Linked DNA regions of Sus scrofa: regions 1 and 3 are each linked to region 2. The links are chromatin contacts, called in public Hi-C and promoter capture Hi-C maps. All regions are on one chromosome and are shown on one strand. Each heading gives the region's core, a stretch centred on a gene start, on an enhancer-like site or on the middle of the called end of the contact. The rest is flanking DNA. Distances are from core to core; before and after follow the strand shown.

Evidence for each region. Promoter capture Hi-C pulls out the DNA fragments that hold promoters and counts their contacts. A called contact is a pair of places that touch in the nucleus more often than the background predicts.
Region 1: a contact with region 2 is called in a promoter capture Hi-C map of liver, with 10 times the contacts expected there. The contact joins the promoter of PAQR3 here to the enhancer-like site in region 2. A contact is called at or near these places in 1 of 5 promoter capture datasets (liver), 21 of 47 Hi-C or Micro-C datasets (adipocytes, alveolar macrophages, brain and 10 more) and 1 of 2 datasets of contacts at active chromatin or transcription factors (skeletal muscle).
Region 3: a Hi-C map of liver shows a contact between it and region 2, with 14 times the contacts expected there. The contact joins two enhancer-like sites. A contact is called at or near these places in 1 of 5 promoter capture datasets (liver) and 5 of 47 Hi-C or Micro-C datasets (embryonic fibroblasts, liver and skeletal muscle).

What each region holds. Positions count from the first base shown.
Region 1 is chr8:138,645,297-138,649,613 of Sscrofa11.1, forward strand. It overlaps PAQR3 (progestin and adipoQ receptor family member 3), which reads left to right and starts at 1,331. Exons shown (of 7, transcript XM_013998797.2): 1 at 1,331-1,720. The coding sequence starts at 1,536. LOC102167132 (a long non-coding RNA gene) reads right to left here and starts at 1,223. Exons shown (of 9, transcript XR_002346480.1): 1 at 931-1,223.
Region 2 is chr8:138,131,799-138,136,530 of Sscrofa11.1, forward strand. LOC102167132 (a long non-coding RNA gene) reads right to left here. Exons shown (of 9, transcript XR_002346480.1): 8 at 1,084-1,163. Among named protein-coding and RNA genes, the nearest start is that of GK2, 130 kb to the right of the region's middle. Within about 2 kb of position 3,258, at least 2 of the 83 cell types and tissues checked have an H3K27ac peak or open chromatin away from gene starts, as enhancers often do. A contact at or near this core is called in liver, where this site is marked.
Region 3 is chr8:138,461,779-138,466,076 of Sscrofa11.1, forward strand. The region is part of intron 5 of LOC102167132 (a long non-coding RNA gene); the gene reads right to left. Among named protein-coding and RNA genes, the nearest start is that of NAA11, 140 kb to the left of the region's middle. Within about 2 kb of position 2,828, at least 1 of the 83 cell types and tissues checked has an H3K27ac peak or open chromatin away from gene starts, as enhancers often do. A contact at or near this core is called in liver, where this site is marked.

The sequences.
Region 1 (4,317 bases), core at 81-2,580, 510 kb after region 2:
ACCAGTGAGAAAACCGAGACACAGAGAGCTTTAGTACTTGTACAAGACACACAGCTCATAAGTGGCTGAATTCAAACCCAGGTAGTAAGGCTTCAACGCTCAGAAGTTAATCACAACCTATACTGCCTCTCAGACATCAACTAGTATTACCAACACAACAACAGTAAATAAATAACAGCGTCGATGATTGTTATCATGCACTGTTGCCAAACAATGCACTAAGGGGTCTACATACATGGATGCAAAACTAACGTTCTGCCCTTTTGCCATTAGGAAAAAGCTTTGGCGAAGTTCCCCTTGTCGCGGAGCAAAAAAAACGAACGCAACTGGGAACCAAGAGGTTGTGTGTTCCATCCAGGGCCTCTGTCAGTGGGTGGAGGTTCTGGCGTTGCCCTGAGCTGTGGTGTAGGTCACAGACACGGCTCAGATCTGATGTTGCTGTGGCTGTGGTGCAGGCCGGCAGCTGTAGCTCCAATTGGATCCTTATCCTGGGAACCTCCAAAAGGCGAGGGTGCGGCCCTAAAAAGCAAAAAAAAAAAAAAAAAGAAGAAGAAGAAGAATTGGCATCATCATTCGTAGCTATAAAAAAAGCTATAACATTTCCTTTAAGCACCGTATTAGCTGCACGCCCCCAAGTTTTTATATCTTCTATCTTTGGCATTGAGTTCCATTTCCTTGCGCTCTCTCCATCAACCCACTAAAATACTTGGAAGTGCTTTGTTTCAATTCCAGACATCTGGGGAGTTTCAGTTTTCTTGTTTATCTCTAGTTTAAGTCTACTGTGGTCAGAGAAAATACTCTGAAGAGCTTTGGGGCTTTGAATACTTCGAAAGCGTTGGGGATTCTCTACGGCTCAGCTTATTCCCGATTTTGGTACATGTTCTCTGTGCATCAGGTTTCCTCTATTTCCACCTACTTCAAAGGACTGACCTTGGCCGAGATAACGTCGCAGGTTAAGAAATGTGTGACATTCCAAGCTCAAAGAACCGGTGTGGAGCTAGGTCTAGTTCTTATTCTTCTCCCAGTTACTCTTTTCCCCTTGGTTTTTCAAAATGTAACGCATATTGCTTCTAATTAAAAACAGGATAAGGAAAAAAACCGCTTGTATTCGCCGTACAGTTCTGCGCTCTTCTCACCCACGAGGAGGACTGGGCCGCCTCGCCTTCGAACTCCAGCAGCGGCGGAGGCCCGGGCCCAGCCCCGCGGCCCCCACGGCACCTGCGCGCCCGCCCCAGCCCAGGCCCCGCCCCGCCCAGGCCCCGCCCCCGGTGGCGCCGGCCCAGGCAGGGCCGAGGGGCGGGGCCCAGGCAGCGTGCTGACGTCAGAGAGGGCGGCGACGTCGCGGGGCCGCGGGGGCGCTGACGCCGGTGGCCGCTCTGTGCGCGGTACCGGGCCCGGGCAGCTGCGGGGCCGTAGGACCTCGCGCGGCGTCCGCCAGCTCCGGGGCGGGGGCTGCGGCGGCGAAGCCCCCTCCCCGGGGAGGCGGGGCCTGGGCGAGCTTCCCGGCTGGGGAGCGGCGGCGGCGGCCGGGAAGGATGCATCAGAAGCTGCTGAAGAGCGCGCATTACATCGAGTTGGGCAGCTACCAGTACTGGCCCGTCCTGGTTCCCCGCGGCATCCGCCTCTACACCTACGAGCAGATCCCCGTGTCCCTCAAGGACAACCCGTACATCACCGACGGCTACCGGGCCTACCTGCCCTCCAGGCTGTGTATCAAAAGGTAAGGTCTGGCCGCCTCCGCTGGGCGCGCCTGGGGGGCGCGCCGGCGGCCCCTCCTCTTGCACATCCTTTTTGTCTGGTCCGCCTGCTGTTTTCCCCCCTTTTCTCTGTGCCCGTCATTTCCTAGCTGCCCCATCCTTTTCATCCCTTCTGCCACCTCTCCTGTCTTGGTATCCTTCCTTCTCCCCGCTGGGGTGCTTGATCCGTGGGACGAAGACTGACAGTAACAGTGGTCGTAATCACTAACTCTCCCGTGGCACTTGGCTGTTTATGGAGAGATTTTACATCCTTTATTCCATTCAGTGCTTATCGGGATACATGTTGGAATCGACCCCACTGACGATGGCTGAGCCATACTTGCCCCTGTGTATACCTAAGCTTTGTTTATTTTTAAGGCAGCCCTGTGGAAATTCGGACGTTTGGGGCCAGATAAATGCCTGTATAATAGGAGTAAGTTCACATTGCATTATATATGTATTACACAACATATATATATAAAATCAAGGAGATATATATATATATATATATATATATACACACACACACACACACACACACATTCATTCATTCATTTAGCAGATACTCTGAGCCCCTGCTAGGTACCAGGCACCCTACTAGGTCCTGGAAAGAACAGCAGGCATAACTCTTGTTCTTATGGAGCTGTCGAGGTCTAGCCTGGGTGCTAATTACACTATTACATAATAACCGCTGTGAAAAACGCTGTGTGGGAAAGGCAAAGAGAGCCTGTAACAGCCACCACCCTCCATTAGAGTGTAAGAAGCGACTTTAAGAAAGGAATTTTTTCATCTAAACTTAAAACTGAGTCCCTTCAAAGCCTGGGTTTAAAAAAACAAAACCGAAAAATCTAGTGTTCTAGTTCTTAGGCTAGCTTTCTGTTAGAACTCACAGAAATTAATTACAGGACCCCACTTGAAGAGAATTAAGATACAGATGTTGGTTAGCTCTAGGTCCCTGGAGTGACAAAACCCACTGCTGGAATGTGGACTGTTGAATTGCTCGAGCAGTAACCACATGTCTGCTTCTTGGTCTTTTCAGCATGGTCTTGCCCTGGTTCTTTCGCCCTGCCTGCTTTGAAAGTGCTTTTGGGACTCACAGTCACTAGGTGCCATCACTGTCCATCCCTACGAGTCTTCAGTGGATGGCCCAGGGGCTTCACAGTTTGAATCCTAGGGACTGCTTTACTCCCCATTGCCTCCTTTGTGTGAGTTACTAACACAGGAAGGCAGAGCTGGGCTCCGCTGTGGGCGTGGAGTTCCACAGAGATAGAGCAGGCAGTGAATTGCCTTCAGGGGTTTTATACCCACCTGGTGGTGGTCCTCTGCATTCTGATACCAGGGTCCAAACCTCAGGGATCAAAGAGTGAAATACAGTGCTTTAGATCTTCAGCTGTTGAGTAAAAAAGACTTGGGCATGCAGCTCTGCCACTTAACAGCTATGAGACCGTGGACAAAGTTTACCTCTCCCAGCTTTATTTTCCCACTGGTAAATAAAGGGGTAATTACAGTATCTGCTTCAGAAAGTACTAAGGACCAAATGGGATTAGGTATGTCAAATGTTACACAGAGCCTGGCACATAATAAGTACTCAATAAATGATGACTTATTATGGTTGCATTTGAAGGTGAAGTTGGTTGGTGATTTTGACGCCGAGCAGAGTACAGGTCTCACCTCTCACTGAATGAGAGTAGATCAGATCTTCTGTGGAGATACTCTTCCAAGTGCCCTTCCCGCCGGCATGGTCTTTTCCAGGTTCAGCTCTTCCCCTCTCTTGGCTGTCAAGAAAGACAGGACAGATTTGGGATATAGGAGAGGTTTAGTATGTCACAGTTGCTCTGCCAGTACTCTCTTAGTTGGAAGGAACATGCCAAGACTGTGGCTCTCTGCTCAATCAGGTTACACTGGTTTTCCCAAAACGAAAAGTTCGGAGGCAGCAGGCAGTGTGATAATGGCTGTCATAGTGCTGAGGTTAGACGTGTTTCCTCCCATTTCTGTGTCCCCCCCCCCAATAGGAGTAGTTTTTATACTTGAGACTTAACAGGATAAAGCCTGAAATTCACAATACGAGGTCCACTCTCTCCATGATGAGCATCTGTGTGAGACCCTGCTGTGGTTATGACATGGGCAGCTGGCGACTGATGCAGATTCACTATTCGAGTTATGTGTTGGTACTTACTAATAAGGATTCTAAAGCAGCGAAGGTCATAGATTTTAGTTGAAACAAAAGATTAGATTTTGCTAGAGAAATGCAAGCAAATTTTAATCTTGAGTCATGATGTCACCTTTCAATAATCTGATGAGTCCTAGCCACAGCTGGAGAAACATCACACAGACTCAAGGAAGGAGCTGGAAGGGACTTGCTGCAGTATCTAATCCAGGGCTCTTGTTTTCGAGATGGAGAAATTGAAGCCAGAGAGGTTAAGTGACTTGCTTATGATTGCAGAGCCAATTGTTGCCCAGCAGGGGAGTGAAGGGACAGTGCACCTCCTGATTCCAGGCCGGTGTGGAACACTCTGCCCTGGCCTGCACCACCAAGACTACCTAAACTCAAACTAGTTGGGGCATACCGAAAGAGGGCAAC
Region 2 (4,732 bases), core at 2,008-4,507:
GCAAGAAAAAGAAAACCAACAAAAAAACTGGGGGCGATGACATTTGCCTTGCAAGTTTCTAATAAGGTTTACGTTACGTTCTGGAAAGAGATTGGCACAGTTAAGCATTCTGTAAACTGAGCCTGTTATTCAATAGAGTAAAATGATCATCTGCATTTACCTGGCGTATCGTTTCACATTTCAGCCTCAAATGAGAGACGGGCGAAGGCTCCTTCGCTGTTGGAACCACAGAAGGAACGACGGACCAGTGGGAGAGGAAGGGGGCACGGGCACAGAAGCCGGATCAGTGCCGGTGGTCGGAAGGGGACAGGCGTTAAAGCTACAGCACACTCACGTTATCCTGCCAGGTTAGCCCCAGCTGTAGCTCGTTAACAACACATAGTGCCAGGCTGGCGTTGACTTTCTACGAAAAACACTGATTTCACAAAGGCTCCTTTCTTAATTCATAAAAAAACAATTTCCTAGAAAAATCGTCACTCTTTGCTAAAGGCTAGAGGTGCTAGCCTCCAATAATAAACAGTCTAGTAAAATCAGTATCTGGGGGGTAAGGAAGACCATCCCATAATAACCCATAACGTTGTTGGGCAGCCATGTTGAAAATAACAGTATTTCTGGTTATATTTCATTTTCTTCCATTGATTTAAATGATGGAAGGGGTCAACTGGAGTCTGCAAAACTATAAAGTTAAAAATCAGATCTCTAAACACAAAAAGAACTATATACCATACTTGACTACATACAGATCTCAGTGTATAACTAGGCCGACCGGCGCAATATGATTAAAATACAGTCCACTTAAATATGCTCATAAGAATTAGCCACAGTTGCCATCCTGGAAATTGTCCTCTTTCCTATTTGGGAAAAATGTGTAAAATAAATAATATACCCACCAGGGAAAAAGAACGTCTGGTAAAGCAAAGTACTATCACAGACAAACGCTTTTGTGATCTTCTCTCTGTCACACATTTTCATCAGAGTCATGCGGACATTTGTGGTTTAATAGCGTTACAGTACAAGCACCTTTATGCTAAAGGTTGAAGAGTAGACACAGATACACTTTTAAGTAACCTGAAGGTCTTTTACCTTAAGTAGATTTGTATGTACTTGCACGCATACGATGACTGACAGCTATAGTTCCTTCCAAGAGAGTCTCCTCTTGTGATCTGTCAAAGAAATGAGAAAAATGTCTGGCTTTTTGGAAGACAGACAAGCAAGACACTAAAAGCAACTCTACGGTTTACCTTTGATTCCGTTTCTAATCAGTAGAGGGCTCCCTCGTCTGTCTAAGACCTGTATGACACATGCAGTGTATACATGCAGCCAGTCAACACTGCACACACTACACACACACACACACACACACGCACGCACACACACATGCACACACTCTTACACCATCTAGATTAATAAAGCTGTCATTTCTCATTGTTTTCAAATCACCTTTAATACCAGTTGATTTTAAAGCTTAGGGAAATGAATGCACAGGCAGCACCCACTGGCAATATGTTAGAACATTCTCTACCTAAAAATAATGATAGGTGTTTACAAGTTGCCTTCATTTCACTCTGACATTCCTCAGCTCTGATGTGCATTTGGCTGCTTTCCTGAATTCACACATCTCTATGTTTGCTCATGCGCTTGTGCATTTTGCAGAAGTGTCACTACCCAAGCTTTGCAAAATAACTAAATCTTCTAAGTGATGCTGCTGAGGCTGGTCTTTATTATGCCCCCCAAAAGTTGAGAGTACAGAACCCCAAAAACAGAAACAACACGACAACAAAAAGAACCCCAAACCAATCCAACTAGGGATGCTTGCTTTTTGGTAGAAATCGCTGAACCCAGCTGTATTTTTCTCCCACTGAAAAATAGATGAAGACATCCTAAGTGGGTTGATTTTCATTTGGGAGGTTTATTTTTTCTCTCTCTCTCCTTGGCCTGTAGGCTAGCTGATTCACTGATCCATAACAAAAATGCCAAAACTATGAAAACCCCACTGGGGCAGAAATTTGTAACAGAAAGGGAATTTCTGGCAGGGCTGGAATAATCGCGGGCTGCATCCCCAGGCTAGTTTTTGTGATACAGTTAAAAACTGGCTGGGCTGACAATGGAATCAACTGTTTAAACATCTTGCTGATTGTTGCAGTGGCCCAATAGATGCTTAAAAACATTGGTTTTCATGGACTGCTGGTGGAAACCGCTTATATCCAGCTGATCCTAGGTTATGACTCATATATTTTCTCAGCAGCCAGATCCAAGAATTCATTTGGATGCTCTTAAAAGTGATGGAAAGGATACAGCCTGGTTTTCCTTCCTACTTAAACCACCAGGGCTCTGAAACCTTTCCTGCTCACTCTTCTTTCCAGGTAGAGTTGACTGTTTCTCTCTCCTTTGTGCTCCCACCAGGCTCTCTATCTGCCTCTGTGATAATCTCACTGGCTTCTTTGGGTGTTGTACATTTCCACTGCCCCCCCCCCGAGTTTAAAATGGGGCCATTTTGACAGTAATATGCTGCCTTGTGCCCTCAACCCCAATCATTCTTGCTGAAGACAACCCTAGGAAATGCCTCATCCCGTCACCTAAATATTTCTAGTCATTTCCAGAGGATGTCTGTCTCACATATTCAGGAAAGCAGTCAGCTCTCTCTAGATGAAACTTCTGGACACTATCACTCCTTCACTTCAGGACTAGGAAGCCCTCTTGTGCCACAGATCTGAACCTTGTTTGGGAATCTAGAGTGAGTGGCTGCCAGTGAAGCCACCATTTGGCTCTCCTTCTCTCCCAATCCTGTGCTGCTCACCTAACTGATCACAAAACTGGACTGGAAGGGAAAGACACGATGAGTTACGACTATCTCCCTCCCCAGCCTCAGAAACTGTGTCAGATTATCCTCATGGAGAAACCAAGGTTCAGAGGGGCTAAGCAGCACAGAAAAATCATCAGCTGTAAGTGGTAGCCCCAGAATGGAAATCCAGTTGAAACTCTTAAGTCCCGTGCTTGTTTCCCAGCTCCTGTGACATTAGATGAGAAACTCACCCTTGGATAGCAAGGATTCACAGCTAGATTCGTGTACCTCTGCTTGTAAAACATGAATAAAAACCTACTGGCTTTATAGACTGTGACAGGGCTGATCTCAATACATAATTCTAAACAAAGCTCAAACTCTGTTTGGCAATCCATCACTCACTCCATGACTGTCCGCGCTGCAGGTGCTGTATCCTGACCTTTGTCCTAAGTACGGCACGCTCGGTTCCTCCTCTGCGCCTCCGCTCAGGCCAGCCCGCTCACTCTCCTGCCACTCGCACTCCTCCTCCCCCATCTGATTCTCACTCAGGACTCAGGACTCAGGACCTTGCTCCTAAAGAACTTTTCCATTTTCTTGAGCAGCTCTTGGTGTAAACCTCTTACTTTGCATTTATACAGTCTCACTGGGGAATTTTGCAAATACATTTTCACATGGCTGGGTAGTAATTTCTTGAGATAATAAACTGTCTTCACTATACATGTAGATGTTAAGTGACTTTACTCATATCAGATACAGGTAGTACCATATCACAACTAAAAGACGGTTTTAACTGTTTGACAGGTAAGTGATCCCTTCCCACCTCGAAACTATTCGAGCTCTAGAAATAATGCACCTCGTTCCCTGCCATTTCCTTTTCTAAACCATAAAAAACCAAGGGTGTTGTTTCGAAAACTTTGATCTTGGGATGGAAAAGAGGAGGATGGTGAAAAAATGGGTAACATTTAGACTTTTTTTAGATGGTTCTTCCTACAGAGAATGTTTTAATGATTAAAATTTCAATACGTGGTAAGACAAAGGTCCCCCCTTGTGATCACCAAGACACAGAACGTTAAGACAGGGTTGTGTTCCACTAACAAAAAATACATACATTTCCACTGATTAGCCAGGGAATATTAACATCGAATATAGATCTTTAGTCACAGATAATTATCGGTCCATGAGTACAAAGTCTTTAGGAAAGATATAAATGTCAAAATATCTTGAAGAGTATTGTACAATTGTATCAGCCAGAAAAGCAGCTAGACTTTAGACTGTAAATATTTAAACTATCAGAACAACTTTAAAAGTTTCCCTTTGTGGTCTTTTTTTTTTTTTGCTTTTGCTTTTTAGGGCCGCACTAGCAGCATGTGGAGGTTCCCAGGCTAGGGGTCAAATCAGAGCTACAGCCGCCAGCCCACACCACAGCCACAGCAACTCGGGATCCAAGCTGTGTCTTCGATCTACTCTGCAGCTCATGGCAACGCTGGATCCTTAACCCACTGGACGAGGCCAGGGATCAAACCCACATCCTCACAGTTCCTAGTTGGACTCATTTCCACTGCACCCCAATGGGAACTCCTGCAGTCATCTTTAAAAAATCTTTCTATAGCTTAGGGAAGTATTATAAATTATACTTAGTGGAAATATCGGAGAAGAACGAGACCTTCTGACTCTAAGGGAATGGTAAATAATTTCACGTCAGGTACCAAGTTTGAGCGGCTGGCGACGGCCGTCTAGACTCTATAGCATCATGTTGAGGAAGGTTCTGGGGCTGCGGCCGGGCTCGGTCATGTCGGGACCGATTGGCGCAGACCTGAGAGGGAAGCACACGGCCCAGGCGGCGCCTTCCCGTAGCTGAGGGGACTCCGTGGAGTCCACTGCGGAGACTTTTGCCGGTTTTGGTTCTTCGGGTCCAGGGTGAACTCAGATGTTGGACTCCTAACACCATAA
Region 3 (4,298 bases), core at 1,578-4,077, 330 kb after region 2:
ACCCCACACTCAGTCTGTCTGCAAATTCCAGTGGTTCTTACCTCCACACATAGAATCTGACCACATCTCTGCACTCCCATGGCTGCCACCATGATTCGAGCCACAGTTACCTCTCAGCTGGATTACCGCAATGCCTCCTTGCCTTAGCTCCAGGGTTATACCAGGGTCTGGTGTCAATACCACAGAGAGTTTTCTTTAAAAATATAAATCCTATCATGTCATTCCCCTGCCCACCTAGTTTCTGGCTCACAGAAGTTGCCCTCAGTCCAACAGTCAGCTTACAAGGACACTTCGGGTTTCCAGGTATTGATGTGAACTCAAACGCTGCAGGCAAGAGTGAGTGTGGAAGAGGAATGGGCACGCCCATGCGCCCAGTGCATAGTTACTCAGGTAAACTGTCACCGTCTCTTTCAAGGACTAGAAGGACATGTCTCACTCCGGGGATCGCCTTCAGGCAACGCATTCTGCGTCTTTAAATGGACCCCCGTCTAGAAACTGGGCATGGAGTTGTACCTTTGTATCGGGGTAACTGCCCTCAGCCCTTTGCTCATGCGGTCCTCATATCTTTTGATTATGTAAATTAAGTAATACTCCTGTTATCTGCCCATTTTTTCCTACCTTTGTGGGCATTGTGGCAAACATGGAGATAGTCCTTCGACCCCCTTCAAAGAAGGACTTGTCCCAGCTTGTGGGTTAGGTAGGTGGGCAGCCTTTAGGCCTCTTTAACCCGACCATTCACCACAGTGTTCCGTCCATTCAAGTTCTGACCATTATGCAACTACTACCTGGCCTCTCTCACTCTGCACACTTATCTCCGTTGCTATCAGTGGGTCCAGGTCACAAAGGCATCGCCTACCTTCAGCCTTACGCTGCAGAGGGCAGCCACCACTGAATGTCAAAGAGACGCTGGTACATCATCAGTCTCTCCCAGTCTTCTGCTGGGTTCCCAGTCTTAGTGAGATACCTACTCTAGCACGTGCACCTCCCTGAGCCTTTGCATTTCTGAAGGCTGTCTGCCAGCAGCCCTTCTGGCGGAAGCAGTCCCTCATCTAAAGGACGATCTGGGATTTCCCGTCGTGGCTCAGCAGGAACTGTATCCATGAGGATGCAGGTTTGATCCCTGGCCTCAGTCAGCAGGTTAAGGATCCGGTGTTGCCCTGAGCTGTGGTGGAGGTCACTGACACGGCTCAGATATGGTATTGCCGTGGCTGTGGTGTAGCCAGCAGCTACAGCTGTGATTCAACCCATAGCCTGGGAACTTCTATATGCTGCAGGTAAGGACCTAAAAAAAGACCGAAAAAAAAGGAAGAGCCGTGTGGTGCATCATAGTATCCCTTCAACGCTTCACTAAGATTAGAACACTAACAGATGAGAACCTGAGCTGGGATCCCAGGTAGGCAGTTTGATTCAGAACTCATGCCCTACCATCAGTTAGGAAGACCTGAGAAGCAGCCGCATGAAGGCACTTCAAATCCCTCATCCTGACGTTAAAGAGAAGATCTTTGAGGAGGCTACAAGAGGCAGGGTCCTTTGGCACTAATGTGTGTAAGTACTTCCAAATCGAGGCGAGGCCAAAGGACGTGCATAGCTGGAACAAGCTGCCACAGGCAATTCTTTTTTTTTTTTTTTTTTTTTTTTTTTTGTCTTTTGCCTTTTTCACAGCTCATGGCAATGCCAGACCCTTAACCCACTGAGCAAGGCCAGGGATCAAACCCACAACCTCGTGGTTCCTAGTCAGATTCGTTAACCACTGCACCACAACGGGAACTCCTGCCACAGGTAATTCTAACAAACTTTGTCCCCCACCAGAGGAGAATCCCTTGTGTAGCTGTCAAGGGAATTTTTTTTAATTTAATTTTATTTTTTTGTTGTGCCCACAGCATGCAGAAATTCCCAGGCCAGGAATCAAACCTGCGCCACAGCAGTGACCTCAGCCATGGCAGTGACAACACTGGATTCTTAACCACTAGGCCACCAGGGAACTCCCAAGGAAAGATTATTGAAATAAGCTTTGGGTACTGTTGATTTTGGTCATGTGTTTAAAATAGAGCTCATCTGTGTGGACAACCAGACACCTGAAAAACATCACAAAATAAGCAGCTGCTCGGCCTCTTGTAGGAAAATGTTTAAAGAACAGAATTAAAACTGCCAAATGTATTCTAAGATAAAATTACTTTTTTCCCTAAAATAGATTGTGTAATTCTGCAACACAACGAGAGGTCTTATTGATTTTTTTAAAAAGTAGAGTTTCAGGAGTGATTCAGGGAAATTGCTCCAATGTCAGACAATGGATCTTCTAAGAGAAATCTGTATTACTAAGAGACAGAATTTTCCCACTCATTTCTTTCATTTTATACTCTATAGAGCAGTCATGAAATCATTAAAAATACTACTTTCCCAATGTTCAAATGATGAAGACATAGATTGTGACTCAGAATGAAGGAATTTAAACTCAAGGCAAAACTTCCTTTTCTGCCTGTTTTATTTTTGCTTTATGACTTTTACAGGGTTCACGTTCTTTTCGGCATCCTCAGTTTCCAAACCTGACCAACTTTCTATGCTCAGAAAGGAAAAAAAAAATAGAAATAAATATGGGGACAAATAATGAATCCATGCTTACTAGATTCTGTGCTAGCCTCACATAGACTCTCCAAGCACATCAACCAAATGTTACTTACATGACTTTTGGTAATTCTTTTCGGCGAATAGCATTTTATAGTAGATTTGTCTTTGTCCTTTTAACTATCATTTGCGAACTGTTCCTAAAACACATCCCAGAACCAGGAGAGAGGCAATCTAAGGTTAAACATTGATCATGGATAAGCCACAAAGTAAATACTCTATGAATGGACAGTAACATTGTCACTCAAAGCCTAAGATCTATGTTACTTTATCCAATAATGGTGCTATGTTTACATTAAAAAAATCCTTGTTTCTATCCCAAATTCATATTAGATGCTTCGGTACCTCTGCTGCCCCTTTCATGGGCTTTACGATGACTATAAAATTACTGCTGGTCTACTTGCTCCTATCTTACCTACAGTCTAGATTCTAGATTGTAAATATCAAGAGCACAGAATCTAGTCCAGCGCTAAGTCCAACCACGTAACAGGAACACAATAGGTATTTATTGACTGAATGAATGAATCAACTCAAAGAACGTTTCACAGCTTGGGTTTCCGTCAACGCCGTACTATTTAAATATCACTTTACAGAACAGTCTCACTTAGTCAGTATTTTTCTTGCATCTACCCAAAGCAACAGTGTTTTGTTTTTTTTTCCTCTCTAATATTCAGGACTATTTTTTAAAGAAATACCTTCAACTAGACGTCTCATAGATCCCAGCTGTAAACTACTGAGAAGGAAGACGGGGGAAAAGGAGAGCCTGATAACATAAGGCAGAAGCACTATGCCTTGTTTTCTTAAAAAGATAAATAAATTGCCTCACGTGGTCCTGATATTTTTCCAGGTCCCCATGTCCAAACATTCCACCAATTACAAAAAGACTCCCTCCTGCAGTCCGTCCCTGACACGGAGGCAAAGTGCAAATTCCTTGCGCACCTCAGGGCCTTTGAACACTAGTCTCTGCCCTACACTCTGAAGCCAGCTCCCCTTCGTTCTTCATGTCTCAGCTTAAATGCGTCTCCTCAAAGAGGCCCTTTCTGAATGTTCTCTCTGCTTGATTTCTTTTCTTTTCATAGCACACGATATTATAATTATGAACTCACTCATGTGTACTTTTGTTTGCTATCTGCTCCTCACCTACACCTGCCTGCTCACGTCCACGACAGCAGGGACTGTATTGTCTTATTTCCCTTTGGACCTCCAGCACCCAGTGCAATACCCAAGGCAGAGTAATCACGCAAAAAGACCTGAATTAAATCAAGAACTGAGAGCTGTATTAATATGACTTATATTATACTTATTTCTCTGTGATCCCATGCATTTGTGATTTTAGTTTTCAATATCCTATAGTGCCCTTGCTGGGTTATACCTTCACGTTTGTAGAACAATATAAACTAGTGCCACTAATAATGATACTATCGTGATACAAAAGATCTTGAACACCTTTTAAGATGAAAACGAAAATGATGTTTTGTGTAATGTTAACATTCATTTGTGTCGACGTGCTCTAAATTAGGAAAAAACTAGTCATTCACCTCTACTACTCTGGCAGCTAAGACCCCATTCTCCGTGTTATTCTGAAATGGTTTGGCTCCTATTACCTGTGACCACAGCACGAATCATCTCCCAGCAGCTTAAGACCACAACATTTACTCTGCTCCCACATCTACCAG